Linked DNA regions of Manis javanica: region 1 is linked to region 2. A link is a contact called in public Hi-C data. All regions are on one chromosome and are shown on one strand. The core of a region is the stretch at or near the end of the contact, and the rest is flanking DNA. Distances in the headings are between cores, read along the strand shown.

The links. A called contact is a pair of places that touch in the nucleus more often than the background predicts.
Region 1: a contact with region 2 is called in a Hi-C map of blood, with 14 times the contacts expected there. The contact joins the promoter of LOC140842998 here to the promoter of CATSPERD in region 2.

The regions. Positions count from the first base shown.
Region 1 is chr13:96,999,784-97,004,603 of MJ_LKY, reverse strand. It overlaps LOC140842998 (tRNA-dihydrouridine(47) synthase [NAD(P)(+)]-like), which reads right to left and starts at 1,819. Exons shown (of 13, transcript XM_073220763.1): 1 at 1,787-1,819; 2 at 311-652; 3 at 1-61. The coding sequence starts at 1,819. LOC108406192 reads left to right here. Exons shown (of 5, transcript XM_073220527.1): 2 at 2,064-2,352; 3 at 2,536-2,630; 4 at 3,155-3,289; 5 at 3,635-3,916. The coding sequence ends at 3,724.
Region 2 is chr13:96,757,273-96,762,095 of MJ_LKY, reverse strand. It overlaps CATSPERD (cation channel sperm associated auxiliary subunit delta), which reads right to left and starts at 3,154. Exons shown (of 21, transcript XM_037018440.2): 1 at 2,802-3,154; 2 at 1,139-1,193. The coding sequence starts at 2,944. It overlaps LONP1 (lon peptidase 1, mitochondrial), which reads left to right and starts at 3,269. Exons shown (of 18, transcript XM_017672280.3): 1 at 3,269-3,723. The coding sequence starts at 3,295.

The DNA.
Region 1 (4,820 bases), core at 570-3,069, 240 kb before region 2:
AGCAGCCCACGTCATGCAGGAAGCGGCAGCGGTCGCCGAAGAAACACTTAGCGGCGGATTCCTGCAAGAAAGCAGCGGAGCGGTGGCGGGAGAGGAAAGGCCGAGGGAGCCCAGCGACCTGGGTGTGGAGGTCACATCCCTGCTGCCCCTCTGGCTTTGTGACCTGGGGCAAGTCAGCAACCGCACTGATCCTCAGCTTCTTCATCTTGGAAACGAAACAATGATACATTCCAACATCCCGAGGACTGAGCGGGGGACACAGAGGCTCAGACGGAGGGCCCCCAGACGTTAGAGCAACAGTGACACTCACCTGGACCAGGGAGGGGCAGAGCCTGTTCTTGTCATAGTGGGTGGGCTTCAGGTGGGGTCGGCCCCTGTTCTGGCCCCGGGCCCTCTTCTGAACCTGCGGCTGCTCCTGGGGCTCGGCCGCCTCCCCTGACCGCCTGTCCTCCTTGTGCCCATCCTCCAGTCGGATCCTCTTGGCCTCGGGCTCAGACAGGTCATTGCCACCAATGTTTCCTGCCTCGGATTCCTGGCAGGGCGTCTGCCCTTTGGCTTCCAGAAAATCATGGAATTCCTTCTTGGTGGTGCGGAATCTGCCAGCAGGGAGGCAGGGCAAAGGAGCAGGGCTTGCCGAGGGAGTCTCCCTCTGCTGAGCTCAGACTCTTGCAACCACAAGATTGACTGCCACTGCTCAGAGGCTGGGAGCCCCCTTCTTGCAGTTGGCTGGTCTGCGCTGCCGGCCATTCCAACGTCTGCACATCTCTCCAGGGGCTGGGGATCCCTGGAGCAGGGACAGCTGCTTGTAAATTACATTTAGGCTCCTGAGCCCTGGGAATCTGTGACTCGGGGCACCTCCTGGCAAGTGTGGGAGAAGAGGGCTGGCCTTAGGCCAAACTAGGGCCCCTGTGGAGGCAGGAGGAAGGCGGTTTGGGCTTGTCTCTTATTTGCAGCACAAAGTACATGCTTTGTGCATGAATAATGGTGATGTGCATCAGGAACTAAGCACTTGACATTCATGATCTAATGGCATCTTTACAACCGGAAGTTGGTGTTAGCATCATCCCCATGTTATAGATGAGGAAATTGATGCTTAGAGGAGAAGTGGCAGAAGCAGGGATTCTGACACCAGACTGAACCTGTGGAAGGCAAAGTACGGGCTATATCTGCAGGTAACAGATATTTACGTAAGTTAATAGAAAGTGGACACTTTCTAGCCCTAAAATGGTAAACCAGAGCTGCTTGCACAAGGAAGAAGCAACTGTAAAGATACAGGCTGAATAATGAAAAAAAAAGTTATAAAATGCTAGCTTCTGCTGGCCATCCAAAGCTCTAAGATTAACAAGTGTTAGAAGAGCTAAGCCGAAACGGACCAGCCCTAAATTGAGACTGTATCCTGGGGAGACGTAGGATCGAAAGATAACCGGGAAAAAAGTTTTGGTCCCAACAACGCCTCTCATCCATGTACCACCTAAAATTACGTCGAAGTATATCAAATGCCACTAGGGGGCACTATACGACAGCCTTCTCAGCCCTCGTACAGAGCTCGGACTCAGAGTGAAACCAATGCTTCTCTTTATGGAGAAAGTTTATTTTGTGCCAAGTACCGTTATACCTTGTTCAAACACTTGGGAATAGGCGTTGTGAAAACTAAGGAGGGGAAACCTCCCTAAAATGGAGTTGGAAGGCCAGCAAGGGGGGCTCATTCCCACCACTCCCCATCAATTGCAGACTCCACGAACAGAGACCTTGCAAGTCATTCTATTTTAGCTGCCTTACTACCCACCAGACTGTCACAGCTCAGCCAATGAGAAGCCATGAGACGTGGGACTCCCAGTTTCTCCAGTGAACTTTTGGCTTAAAGCAGCCCTCCCAGCTCAACCCTTTGCTCTATAAAAAGGGGATCCTCTTCTTTTTTTCTCCAGACTTGCCTATGGCGTGTCCCAAATTGGAATCTGTTCTGCCCGAATTAACCCATTTTTGCTGATTAAATAACTTGACAGTTTTATTTTTGAGGGTAACGGTACCATTATTGTCCTCATTCTATAAATGGAGAAATTCAGGTCCTGGATGGCGAACGCCCCGCTCCAAAGTCAGGAAGCTCGCCGCCTGCGCGAGACTGCAGCCAGCAAGCGGCGCCCCCAAGTACCCGAGGCCGGGCTTCTGGGATAAATGCGCATGCTCCAAGAGCCCGGCGGAGCCGGCCGAGGGAAGGAGAGAGAGGGACGCCCACAGCCACGAGGGGGCGCGCGCGGCCTCCCTGCCTCTCTGGCCCGCGCCTCCCGTCGATGGTAGCTATCCCAGGGTTCCGACGGATGCCGGCCTTTCCGCCTCGGCAGCGATTGGAGGGCGGTAGGTTGGTGGGTCCCCGCGCGGGTAGTATCCGCCGCCATCCGGGCACGGGGTCCCGGTTCGGCTCAGGGGCGTGGCTCGGTGCAGCGAGCGGGCCCGGGGGAGACGGGGCCCGGAGTTCCGGGCGGCGGGGGTCCCGAGCCCCGACTCGCCTCCACCTCCTCTCCCCTCCCCTGTCCGCAGCCATGGCTCTTCGCTACCCCATGGCCGTGGGCCTCAACAAGGGCCACAAGGTGACCAAGAACGTGAGCAAGCCGAGGCACAGCCGTCGCCGCGGGGTGAGTGCCGGGGGCGCGCGGTCGGGGAGCCTCTTCCGGGGAGGGGGAAGGCCTTCTGGGCGGAGGGCACGGCCGGGGAAAGGCCCCTGGGGGAGGCGAGCGCCGCGGAGCAGCCCCGTCCCGGGGGCTTGCGGGAGCCTCGGGGTGGAGCGGGGGAGGAGGCGTCGGGGGGACGGAGCAGTGCGTGCGGCCGAGGCCTCGCCGGGCGCCCCCGGCACGCGGGGTAGAAGCCGGGCGGAGGGAGCGGGTTTTGATGCATGAGCAGGAATTTGCCCGCAGCACGGGAGCTGGGTGTTCGGTACAGTGTAAACGGGACGCGGAGGCCCTGTGAGTTCGCCGCGGCCTGTGAAGCAGCTCCGACCCCGTGGTGCCCGGTCGGAGGGGTTCCCGGCCCAGGGAAGGGCCAGGCGGGACGTGACGTGTCTGAGCTCGGAGGGCGGTGGGCAGTTCGTGCCGCCATTGCACAGACCTGCCCGGGGTCTCGTCTCGGGGCGCCCCACCCTGACGGCCTCTCCTCCCCCCAGCGCCTCACCAAGCACACCAAGTTTGTGCGGGACATGATCCGAGAGGTGTGCGGCTTTGCCCCGTATGAGCGGCGCGCCATGGAGCTGCTCAAGGTCTCCAAGGACAAGCGGGCCCTCAAGTTCATCAAGAAAAGGGTAGGTGGGCTTGTTACCAAAGCCAAACTCAGGGTGGCGGAGCAGCCCAGAGACGGACTGGGCAGGTTTATGGGGGGCCGGGGCGCGCAGGGTGCTTGCTCAGCTGTGGCACATTCTTCCTGTTGTAGGTGGGGAGCGTTATTATGGAATTTGTTAGTGGTCAGTCTTCAACTGTGGCTTCACTTGTAGCCAGGCATGGGGACAAGGGTCCTGTGTGGTGTAGTGGCTGCGCTCCACCTTGGCAGGCGACCTCGCCTTCCCTGAACCCCTGGGGCTGGCTGCGCTGCACACCAAGGGTGGGGGTGGGGCTCCCGGCCCTGGCTGATGGCCCTCCCTGCGTGGCAGGTGGGGACACACATCCGCGCCAAGAGGAAGAGAGAGGAGCTGAGCAGCGTCCTGGCGGCCATGAGGAAAGCGGCAGCCAAGAAGGACTGAACCCCCGCTCTCTACACAAGAAAGCCTTTTCAGGAACTTGGGGTATTCCGTCTGGTCCATCTGCTCAGAGCCCCCTGCTGCCACCCTCCTTCCTGGGCCACAGAGGTGTGGGCATGTGGCAGTAGAAGAAAAAAGAAGCAGGCAGTACTGGAAATGGTGTTTTAATCATAACTAAATAAGTCATATGCCAGGCTCAGTGATTGGGCTGTAAGTCAGGTTCCTGAGCCTCGGGGGGCTCAGCTGCCCGGGGCCTCTGCCCTGCTGGGCCCGTCGGTGCCAGCCACGCCCAGGCTGCCGTCACCGCTCCAGGGCCAGAGCCTCGGCCTGCTCCTCGGGGAAGGCTATGGCGAAGATTTCATGGTAGTGCTCCACGAAGTGGACCTCCAGGCCCTCGGTAATGAAGGCAGCCAGGCCGTAGAAGTCCTTCTTGTTCTCGGCCGGCAGGACGACGCATGTCACGCCAGCGCGTTTGGCCTGAGGGGACAGCAGGTCAGCCAAGGGCAGAAATGGGGTTAGGAGCCTAGGCCTCGTCCTGGAATCCCCACCCTGTGGTGTCAGGGGGAGACGTTTCCTGAATCCACGGCAGTGCCCACTGCCTTACACTTAGCGGTTCACACTTACTTGTGCAGGGGGGGAGCTGGAAAGGAACCGTGAGTGCATTTGAAATACAGCCAACATGACATTTCCCTGCTTGCCTGGAATTCCAGCCCCATAGGCCCGGGCCTCTGCACTGCCATCCCTCAGCCTGAATCCACCCCTTGGAGGACAGGGACTCGGTCCACGGGGACTCCTGGAGCTTCTGTCCCCCTGTGGAGACCCTGCCCCCCAAAGGCTGTTAGGCGGGGTGCTGTGGAGGGTGCTCTGCCAAGGGTAAGATGGCACGGGTGTGCCTCTGGTCTCGGCCCACCAACCTAGTTCCCATGCAAGGCCCCGTGGGCGAGGGGGCAGCAGGCGGGGCGGGGGTCCCACTGCCATCCTCCAGGAGCCGGACGGGTACTTTCTCATGAAGAGGCCCTGAGCATGATGCAAATGACTGGAGGGGCAGCCACAGGCCCAGTCCCGTGCCACCCTAGGCTTCGCTTTGTCAGCCTATAAA
Region 2 (4,823 bases), core at 1,905-4,404:
TCCCATTAATCCCACATTCCCCCTTTTCTTTTAAGTAGTAGATATAGTAAGTAGATAGTTTCTAACAGGAGGGTTTTAACATAGTTTACTTCTCCACATTCTGCAGTATGAAATAAAAATCTTCTTGAATTTACGTGATGTGAAATAAAAACAGAAAATAGATTTAGTGCAATTAGAAGGTGATCGCAGGTGAGCAGGGCTGTGCCTATAGACCGGGTTTTGACCTGAGCTGAGCAGGGGCAACAGCCATGGGGGCAGAAGCTTTCTCTCAAACTGGGGGGCTGAGGTTCTAGGCCTCACCTCTGTTGGCCCCCAATCTCTCACCTGATGGCCCCCCTGCGACTGTGCCTGCCTTCGGTTGTTCCTCCCTTGAGGAATCTCACCCGTCTCTGGCTAACCAGCCATCTTCGGGGCTACACAGGGAGATGCGGGGTTGGTGAGAGAGTAGTATTCTTCCAAGAGGCTGTTAGCTTTCTGCCTTTTTGAAAATTTGTGCTTCATGGCTACTGTGCCCAGTGCTTGTCTTGATGTATCTTCATTAGCTGGAAAGGCTTTGGGGCACTACAATTCTAGGTATGAGGCACAAATTTTAGAAAAAGGGTTGTATTCAGGAAGGGAGAAGAAAAGTTAAAGAGGCAAACGGAAGAAAAATGTGAGATTATTTCTATGACATAACTTCTTGTAGAGTAGTATAAGCGTGTATAGGTTTTAACAGACTATTAATTAACTAATGTACACACATTAACAGACCAGGAATACAGATACATAACAAAGGAGACCCACAGTTATGGGCCGTATGCAATGAAGCCAGTTACGTAACCCAGACATAAGGAGCACTTCACTGCCTATGTTATTCTAGATTTAAAACCCCCTATCAAATAGAACACTGGATAAAGACACAGGTGATTGTAGTTCTCAAGCCACTTCTATCTCCTAGCTTTGTTCAGGTCACCTGACCTTGCTTTTTAATGAAATGGGAAAGACAAACCCCTTATTTCAAAGGGCAAGGGCTCGGGCATGTTCTAGGCTTGTCACAACACCACACCCAAGAAAATACTAGGCAATGGTTGTTCTGATCAAGTGATTAGACAAAAGCAAAGAATGACTGTTAAGTTCATTAATATATGGAGCCACCTACCCCTTGAATTTGATGTCCGGTGTGGAACACCTTTCCTGTCCTCACCGTACGAGTACTAGAAGTTAAACGACAGGAGGGACCACCAGTCAATGTTTATTGAATGTTCCGCATGACTCCGACCAGGGTGCCTCTGAGTTAACCCTAAAGGACCTGTTCCTGGTGCCTTTAGGGTTTGGGGAGCCCCTGGAACATCTGATGAAACTCGGCCCTCCTCTCCTCTCCCACAGACACGTGCAAGTATGGAGGTACATTTCTTGAGAGCCCATAACGGTTCATTTGCAGACCCCAGATTCAGAACTCCTATTCCAAAGCTTGCTTTTTTTGTTGTTGTTGTTGTTGTCAGAAGGGGGGTGTTGGTGGCCAGGAGAATTTTGTTTACAGCTGAGGCTCTTCATTCACCGATTGATCCATGGATGGAGAATTGGATATAACCCATCTTGTCAGACTCTGAGGCGAACCCTACTAGGAAACCTTCCTGGAAGACCCTACTCTCCACTTACTTGCTGTCTTCAGGCAAGTGTATCTTTCATTTTGTTGTGTCTGTTTAAGTAATCATCACTCTATGAACTTCGTTGTAAAGATCAAATGAGGCCATCATGCTCTGATTGCCTTCATTTATTATCTCTGCGGCAAACAGGGCCCTGCTGAATGTGACAGGTCACTCCAGGCAGGAGTTCCCTGAGCAGGAACTAGGCTTTAAGATCTGTCTAGCACCCCCAGTGGGAACCTTGCATACAGTATTCAGTAATCTAACATCTACTGAAATCTAAAAATAGCCGGGGTAAGAAGTTAATCAATGAAACCATCTACTCCCTCATGGAGCTAATATTCTAGTGACAGAAACAGACAAGAAAAGATTTGTCAGGAAAGAGGAACACACATTAGGGATAGGAAAAAGCAGCTATGGGTGGGTGGGGCTTTAAAAAAAGGAACTGTGCTATTTAAGTCGGGATGTAAATGATAAGGAGAAATCTGGAAACGAAGCTGGCGAGATAGAGGGAATAGCAAGAGCCAAGGGTCCCAGGTCTCCAAAGGTTGGACCGAGTTTGGCACGTTCAAGGAACGGGGTGGCTGGAACAGTGATACGAGGGTGGCCAGACCAGTGGTTTTCGAAGCCTCAGGGGACACTTGGCAATGCCTACAGACATTTTTTGATTGTCAAGCCTGGGCAAAGTGGTGCTATTGGCACCTACTGGGTGGATAGAGGCAAGGGATACTGCACATTTTACAATGCACGGACGGCCCCATTCCAGATAATGATCTGGCCCCAAGGGTCAGCAAGGAACTTGGGTTTTATTTTGGGTGCCACAGGGAACCGGGAAAGGGAATGACGAGATCAGATCCATTTATAAGCAATCCCTTTGGCTGCCGGGCTGGGGGATGGCCTGGAGGGAACTGTCCCCGACAGGAGCGTCTGAGTGGTGGCGGTGGATGCGGGTAATAGAGGTCGGAATCGGGCCAAAGGTTTTAAGTGGCAATGTGAAGCCTTGAGGGGAAAGGCTGGGGCTGTGAGAATGGGAAATGTGTCCAGTTCCTTAAAACAGTAAACTGGGGAGCCTCAATGAGGTCGGGGAGAGGGGCGTCCTTCCCAGATTCAGCCCAGACCCCCCAGGGAGGGTCCCCGACCCCTGGCTGCACCCCAGCCCGGGGAGGGCAGTCCCACCGGCACAGCTCCTGGGCTCTGGTCACCGCGCAGAACCGCAAGGTCCCCGCTGCCATCAGCATTAAGACCAGCATCTCGCTGGAGAGTCGGGTGCCACTTCCGTCCCTCAACCACCAGGCGTAACTGATCCGTTGCCTGGGCATGCGCAGACTAGAGCCTGGGCCGAGGGACAGCAGCCAAGGAGCGTGAGAATGAGCACGTCTTCTCTCTCTAGTAGCCTGAACCCGCACGCCTCAACATTTACCACAGAACCTGGGCATGCGCACAGATGCTCCCACCCTCGCTGAAGTGTGACGAGCTCTCGTCGCCTCTCGAACTGACGCGCGAACACGGCCCCCACGCATGAGCGTTGGGCACGCCCCGCCCTCTCCCCAGCCCCGCCCCTTCGTAGCAACTCGCTTGGGGCCAAGTCGGACGCGCCTGACGTCACGTACGCCCCAGCTGGGAGAGAGGTAGTGATGTCAGTCCTGTGCGCCGCCAGGATGGCCGGGCCATGACGGCGGGCACAGGTTGCGTGCGGCTGTGGGGCGCTGCGCGGTGGTGGGCGCTGCGGCGGCCGCTGCTGGCCGCCGCGGGAGGGCGGGTCCCGACTGCGGCCGGAGCGTGGCTGCCCAGAAGCCGGCCGGCCTGCGACGCCTCGCCTCCCTGGGCGCTGTGGGGCAGAGGCCCCGCCGCCGCGAGCCAGCGGCGGGGCCTCTGGGAGGCGAATAGCCGTGGCAGCGACGCCTTTTCGGGGGGCGAGGATGCCTCCGAGGGCGGCGCTGAGGATGGGGTCGCTGGCGCCGGGGGCAGCGCAGGCGGCGGAGAAGGCCCGGTCATAACGGCGTTGACGCCCATGACGATCCCAGACGTGTTCCCTCACCTGCCGCTCATCGCGGTCACCCGCAACCCGGTGTTCCCGCGTTTCATAAAGATTATCGAGGTAATGAGCGCCCCTGCCCGGCTTCCATTTCCCCACTTTTGCAAGGAGCGCGTTGACCCGAGGACTCATTTAGCAGCACCCTCATGCCTCCCAAAGTTTTCCAGGCACGAAGTTTCCAAAGGCTGAAGTTAGAGTTCCTGTCTTCTCACCACCAGCTTGGTGAACTGGGGCGAAATTCCTCCCCTTTTACAGATCCTTCAGTGGAGTCGAATCCAACGAGCTTTAGAGCTGTCCAATTGGAATCCTAGCCATAGAAATCCATGCTGGGCAGGAGCCAGCATGTCTTGCGGCCCCGTTACTTTTTTGGGAGTCTTGATAAATGTGTACCTCGGTCTGCCGTCTGATTAGGAGTCCCTTTGTGGATAAGGGTTCATTCTCTCCTTAAATGTTTTTTGACCGCTTACCACGTGCCAGGCCCAGTTCTAAGTGTTAGCAATGCAGTAGTGTACAAGACAAAAATCACTGCCTTTGGAACTCTCGTTCTTTTTGGATGCAAGAGGCAATCAACAAGATTAGTAAGTAAATAATTTTGTTGTGAGGCAGTAAGTACTACATTGGAAGAATAGAGCAAGGGATGGTTTAGGAGACTTTGGGGGAAGTGGGGAGAAGGATGCTCTCAGAGAGGTGCACCACAGTTATTTCACTTAGCAGAGTGTCTTGACCTCCTACCATGTATCAGGCACTGAGGACACAGCAGCAAACAAGTCAAACACAGTCCCCATGCTAAAGGAATTCACATTCTGGTGGAGAACACAGCAGATGACAAGTTTCAGACTAAGCTAGGAATGGGGGAGAAACCAGGATGATGTGATAGAGAGAAAGCAGTGTGAGTGTTAGGAACTTGAGTTTTTAGAGTAGGAAGGGCCCAAATGCCTGACTTCTTCCTACCTCCCCCTTTTTTAAAAAAACGGTAATGGAAACTTGTCCATGGAGGAGAAAGTTTTATCTCTTCACTGTCCAAGCAAGGTCATACAGTGAGTCAGCATCTGCATTCACTCTCCGGCCTCTCCCCCTCACACTCCAATGTCTGCTAAATCAATCCCAGGGATCCTTTGGAAAGGGGAAGGACAGTACAGAGGGGCAGCAGCCAGCTAGTTGGG